Linked DNA regions of Gossypium arboreum: region 2 is linked to region 1. A link is a contact called in public Hi-C data. All regions are on one chromosome and are shown on one strand. The core of a region is the stretch at or near the end of the contact, and the rest is flanking DNA. Distances in the headings are between cores, read along the strand shown. Region 1 holds the start of LOC108475692 (glycosyltransferase BC10-like). Region 2 holds the start of LOC108474733 (caffeoylshikimate esterase).

Region 1 (3,352 bases), core at 574-3,073:
GAACCATTGAGCTCCTTTCCTCCATTGTTGAATTGTGACCTGAGGTCTCATTCTCCGACTGTATCGGCCTCGGCCGACGGGGCCCGGTAAATCGTATGACTCTACGAAACTCTGAGTGGAGTTGATGAGGTAAGAGTAGACAGTGGAGAAGTTAAAGAGTGGAATACATGCTTCGGATAGAAGAACAAATCTTTGGTTAGAGTAATCCATCAGTGCATTGGCTAGAAGCCGGCGCTCGGCTTCGATCATGTTCACATTCCCCCATTCAACTTCCTGCATGCATCATCAGGTAATGCCAAAATAAAAATAAGCTTCACGTCATTGATAAAATCACAAATTAACAGTAACATGTAGGACCCGGTTGGCTGTGCTGTAATGCTTTTAATATAGGGCATCTTACATATGCCTACCTTTCACTGTTGTGTTTATAAAGTATGCACATGGTGCTTTAATGATTTATTGTCATCAAATTTAGGGCATGGATCATTCTTATCTTTTCGTTGTAAGTACAAATGGGTTCCACTACTAAATTAAGAAAAAGTTGTTTGATTAATGGAAATTCAAGGCAACACAGTTTAAAGCCTTTTGGATCCAAAAAAGGGTCAAAAATAAGGGAAAGCAAATAAAGTGACTGTAAATATCGAAAAAGAATGGCAACTTCAATAGAGCCAAAATCTGGAGCCAATGGTGAATTCTTAAGAATTCATTGCCGGCCTAAATGAATTTTATATTTGTTTTATTAGCCCAAAAGTGTGTTTTTGTACATGTATAATATTAATCGAAGAACAACAAAAAACAGATGCTTCCTAAAAATAGCGTACGCATTGAATTTCCATGTTCACAATAAATACCTTTTTACCATTATCTACAATGTTGTTTAATGGCAGGATTTATTATCAGACGAGAGTGAATATAATATATGCTGACATATATGAAAAAAAAAGGAAATGGAAAATTAAAATCTAACCTTGCTGGGAATTCTTCTGCCATGGAACACTGAGCCTTCAGGCTCTGTTAAGTTGAAAGATGGATCGGAGTGGACATAGATGGAATACAGCCCTGGATGCCCTTTGAAGAATTTCTCCCACAAAGGAGCTAATGGAACAGGCCCTTTTGTCAAGAACAAGAAAGCAACTTTTGGAACTCGATGGAATGGATATTGTGGGATTCGAGGAGCCAAAGAAGCCCTCCATAGTAGCTCTTTATCATCCATGTCATGCATCACATGTGGTGGCTCGAGAAATTCTGTTAATCCAATGCGGTCACCATGAGAGGTTCCAGAAACCGGATTAAATGGTTGGGAGGGCGGCGGCTGAGCCAATGTTGACGCTGATCTTGTACTCAAAGGTAACTGTGTGATATGTAAAGCAAGAGAATAGTTTTTGAGATGAAAACTGAGTATGACTCCAAGAGAGAGGCCGCACCCAAATAGTAAAAAATAAGAGAGGACATTGAAGAAATGCATTTGTGCATTAAAGAGCTTCCAATAAGAGATGGATTGATTGCTGTTTTCACCCTTCATATTTGCCAAAAAGGGAGTTTAGTCCGAGAGTTTTGTATATATATATATATATATATATGGAAACTCAAAACAAAGCCTTGCAGAGAAGAAAAGGGATTTTTCTTTTCTGACAGTTCTTTTCTTTGAGGACAAGAGATGCCAATGCAGATGGACAAAAAGAAAAGAACAAACAAGACACTTGGGAGAAATCTAAATTCCACACAGCAAGCTGGACTTGCAGATTATAACTTTTTAGCTATTAAAGAACTAACCCAATGGAAAGCTTTTGTAATAAAACAGATGATGATCGATAAAACGAAGAAGTGATGAAAATTCTAGAAAGAGAAAGAGGCAAAACGAATGGAGAAACGTGTGAGTCAGCTGAGTGGAATTTATGAATGAATGTATTGTGAGGAGGTGGCTGGCTTTCTAGACCACTGGAAAAAGCGATGGGAAGGTCACATAGAGAATAGAAAGTCAAAACTGCCATTTATTTAATTAATTAGTTAATAAATCCAACTTTAAGGGGGAACCTTTATTTTGGGTTTAAGTTACGTTGATGCTTATTAATAAGGAAATTAGGGAAGAGAGCGTTTTCTACGTGCTACAGAACATGCTGTTTAATGATGCAGAAGCGAGTATTTGAAAAGGCTAAGTGCTTTCAAAAACAAGATACCAAACTCTTCCATGTTTCGCCGCCAATCAATGAATTTTCTCTATTTCCAAATTCCAACCAAGTAAAGTGGTTTGCGTGTTGGACTTTGACCAACCCGATGGCTACATTGTCTTTTGCACCAGGTTTAAAATTTAATACATTATTCACCGGTATCGGTTTTCAATGTAAGATAACATAAATTTGAGTACATTGAAGCGTATTATATTCCTATTGAAAGATTGAGGAGTGACTATTAATAATTCTAAATATCATGTTTAAAAAAGATATGATTATAATCTATAATAAAATTATTAAAAAATTAAATAAGTAATTTAATAGATAAAAATAAAAAATTCATAAAAATTAAAAATATATATTTTAAAATTGATTTAATCGATTTCTAATTATTATTTTTCTTTCAAACTAATAACTGGGAAAAAGTCATGTTTAGGATGTGAGAACTTAGTGGCTGGAAATTCAAGAGTTGGTCTTTACGTATTATCACACAGGTTCTTGGAAGATGCATGGGATGGGGTTTTTGAGGGCTAAGTATTTGTGACAAATCAAACATTCCGATCACTCAATCACGTGGGTGAATGGAGAAGATCATGATGTTAATGTACCCACATAATCAGCGATATTTGGAGCAATTAATTAGTTGTGACAATTGTCATGTTTTAATAACTTTTGCCTAAAGAAAGTGACCTCCCACTCTCATGTAACTTGCAAGGACTCTTCTTCCAACAAAACCCATTTTATTAAGTTATGAAAAATTCAATATTTTTATTTATTTATTTTTAGAAAATAGACGGAAAAGGAAACAAATATAAGAGAAACTGAAAGAAAAAGAAAGAATAATATATAATTAATATGTATGGGTTAAAAAAAGGATGTGATGTGATTAAGATATGAGTTCCATACCAACTAGTGAAAAAATAATGAAAAAAAAGGGATGAAATGTGTTGTATTATTAGCTGTCCACATCAAGGGAAAATACAACTAAAATTAATCATATTCATGCCAAAGAAAAGGAGATATTTAATTAAAATAACTTCTCCAATACACATTCATTACCTTATTAAATTATTAGGTTTAAGTGTAACAAAAAACATTTTATATAACTTTTATATAATCTTGACGTGATGATATAATATTCTCTCAAAAGAAAGTTGAGAAAAATTAAGCATCAACTTGAA
Region 2 (3,352 bases), core at 480-2,979, 190 kb before region 1:
CTCTCCCTTTTTGCAAGTTATAAAGTATGATTCATTAGGTATTGAAGTTGGCCTATAATCAAGGTTTTCATTCATCTATATTTATCTAGTGTTTAGGGAAGCAAACATGTAAACCAATCAAATAATGCATGATTATTGATAATCTTTAAATCGGCCAACTCATGATCTTGTGGATACAAACAACGAACTTACTTTACACATAGGTGCTACAAGGATGATTCCATCCCATCCATGTGGATCCTTGAAGTGAACTTTGAGAGTAACAGCTCCACCCATGGACTGTCCCAATATGAAGCAGGGCAATCCTCTCACTTCAGGTCTTTCTGAAGATCAATAATATTAAGCAAAATGAGAACAGATTCTGGAACTAACTATTCCAATGTAAAAGTGCAAAAAATGTACAACAACTTATTAAGAAACAAGGCAATACCAACACTACAAATTCCATACCTTTAATTTTTGCATATTGTTCAATGACATTGTCAGCCAATTCATCAAAGCTATAGATGTAACCATGCAATCCTTCAGAAAGACCGAATCCTGGATGATCAATAGCATAAACACCATATCCAGATGCTGCAATGAACCTAGCAATGCCTGTAATCCCAAATTCTCCATGAATCAAATAAAGTCCTTGGACATGGTTCAACTACAGAAATAAAGTACAATATGAAACCATGAAACATGGAGCAACTCAAATTACTGTAAGATACGATTAGCTGACCTTCAAAGAAGAAAGTGCAAGTATCACCATATCCATGGGAAAAGCATACGACACCCTTAATTTTAACCCCGGGTTCAGGCATCCATCGTCTAAAGAAAATCTCCAATCCCTTTGAGTTTCTTTCGATCCACTACAAAAACGTCAAAACAATGTTGTTAAGTTCAAATGATTGAAATTTACACTTCTGTTTGGAAAATTTGTGATTAATTTACTCGCTTACCACTCCCTAAACATATATATAATCGGCAAAACAGGTTTTTTTTTTCTAATTTGTCCAGAAGTTAAAGTTTGTAAACTTTATACCTTCGTTTCAGTTACAAAGTAACTTATTCTAGTACGTTGAGCTACTTTTCTTTTCTTCAGTTTCAGAGCAATCAAAAGACAAAAATCAAATAAACGCTTACCTCCTCTGTTCTTACACCAGTAGGAGCCATCTACAAGCAAAATCCCATAATTTTCCGCAAGAAAAAGATAAGAAAACAAACATTAGACAGTATATGAAAAGCTAAAATTAAAATATTTAAAAGATGAAAGTGCTAAATTAGCCGCAATCAGTGGGCAAGTGAAACAAACCTTGAACAATAAATGATCAAGCTGCTGGTGGACAGGGATGAAAGCAGATCGAACTCTTCTACGAGCAGCAGCGTAGTCAAGATTCTGTGAAGCAATGGAGTTCAATTCATCACTGACTCCCTCAATCATCTTCATCTTCCCTGCAGCCGCTGCCACCGTGAGGCGATGAGGCGATGGTTTGAGAGAAATGAGGGGAATGGAGAGGGTTGATGGTTTGGAATTGGGTAGAAGAAAAGGTGATGGAGATCTGAAAGTTAAAGAGAGATCCATGGGTTGTGGCTTCGTGGAACAGGCAACTCTAAATGCCGCCAAATGGTCAACTAGAAACTGGAACTACCCTACTATTATATGGTAGTAATTTGGACGGAAAAGCAGGGCAAAGCCAAGCCAATTGCATGTTACATTTGCTGCCCACTATAAACTATTGCTCGTGGTCCACGTGCTCCATTTCTTTTGTACATATATACTCAAAAGTCCCTTTGAAAAGTACTGATTTAAATCTCACCAAAAGAGTGACTTCAATCCACTGAACCATAGTGGCCGGTACCGCAATGAGTTATACGAATCAATATCAAAACTATACTTTAATTTTTAATTAAGGTATAATTTGATTTGTAAGTTTTTATGTTGTTTAACTATGGAGTTAGATGAAATAGTAACGGTTTTTTTTTATTTTAATCAATGGATGAGGGTTTGATCTTCGTCTTAGATATAGAGTAGCTTTAAAATTTGTGTTGAGCGTCTATCCTCTTGATGGGCCTACTAAACGCGAAGAGTTAGTCATTAGGCTCTCTTAAGTGATGCCTTGGGCAACCAAAAAAATTTATGTTGTGTAGTTATATACATAAAATTTTTATTATAGTTTAAATGTATACATAAAACTTTGATTTTGATCCAATTACTTGCATTTTAAAAATAAACACATTAAAATTATTTTTATTTAATAAGTATACTTATTTGCATGGGCGAAGCTAGAAAATTTTTTGGGTGGCCAAAATTAAATTCTATTTTTTACTATAGTAAAAATACAATTTCATCGTTTTAATAGTCTATATCTTTATAATTTTTAAAAGACTAAATCAAAATTTTATCATTTTTGGAGGGCCTAAATGTAATTTTACAAATACTAATTTAAAATTTTATAAATTATAAAGGGGCCTAAAAGAAAAAAATTTCATTTTAGGGGGGCCGAGGCCCCTGCCAGCTCCCTAGCTTCGCCACCGCCAATTGATGCAGTATGTAAATGTAAAATCATGTTATATCGATAATGATGTTAGTAATTCGTGAAAATTAAATCAAATCAAAATATCATATATAAAATAACATAAAATTAAAGTTCATGTATATCACTATGTTATGGGCCGCAGTTCAAAACCCGTGCCATCACACAATATGCATCCCATGGAGGTCTATTGATTAGATGGGGGATTATTTGACCCAAGAGAGTTGGCCCGATTCAAAAAAACTATTGAAGAAGCCTGTTCATTTAAAGCCTAGGTGGCCCAATGATGCAAATATAGAAAGTTTACCTTGGTAAATAGGGAAACTAATCTTGGAAGATTGAGGGAAATCATATCTGATAACATTTGATTAGATTTGATTATGTAAATCTTGTAAATCCCTTAATTGTAGAGATATGCTTAATCTCGTTCGTCGATATAACTTGATCTAGACCGTCGGTTTTGAGGAGATCAACTATAAATAGAGAGTCTCCCATTCACTTGTAATTCATCCATTTGGATCCATTCATCCATTGTATCTTGAATTCTCAAGAGTAATAGAATTCTTTGGGAGCGTTTACTCAAACACCTCTCGTGCATTATTTTTTATGGATATTCTGTTCATAAGCCTTCTTTTGATTTGTGTTTCTTTAGCTATATAAATTGGTGCTTTGGAAGAATTCTTTGTGAATCCCTAGTTGTTGGGTGATTAGGCTGACTTAGGCATGTTTGAAATGAAAGGATCGCCTAAGGCCATATGGATTGCGAGATTAAAGTTCTATCCCCGTGACAATTGGTATCTAAGCTTGAGTTGTGAAGGCACCGTCGAAATGTC

The links. Hi-C and Micro-C count contacts between places; a contact is called where the count stands out from the background.
Region 2: a Hi-C map of leaf shows a contact between it and region 1, with 3 times the contacts expected there. The contact joins the promoter of LOC108474733 here to the promoter of LOC108475692 in region 1. A contact is called at or near these places in 2 of 5 Hi-C or Micro-C datasets (both in leaf).

What each region holds. Positions count from the first base shown.
Region 1 is chr3:10,547,366-10,550,717 of ASM2569848v2, reverse strand. LOC108475692 (glycosyltransferase BC10-like) reads right to left here and starts at 1,823. Exons shown (of 2, transcript XM_017777677.2): 1 at 968-1,823; 2 at 1-273. The coding sequence starts at 1,522.
Region 2 is chr3:10,738,593-10,741,944 of ASM2569848v2, reverse strand. LOC108474733 (caffeoylshikimate esterase) reads right to left here and starts at 1,729. Exons shown (of 8, transcript XM_017776743.2): 1 at 1,298-1,729; 2 at 1,129-1,158; 3 at 725-854; 4 at 451-597; 5 at 193-323. The coding sequence starts at 1,567.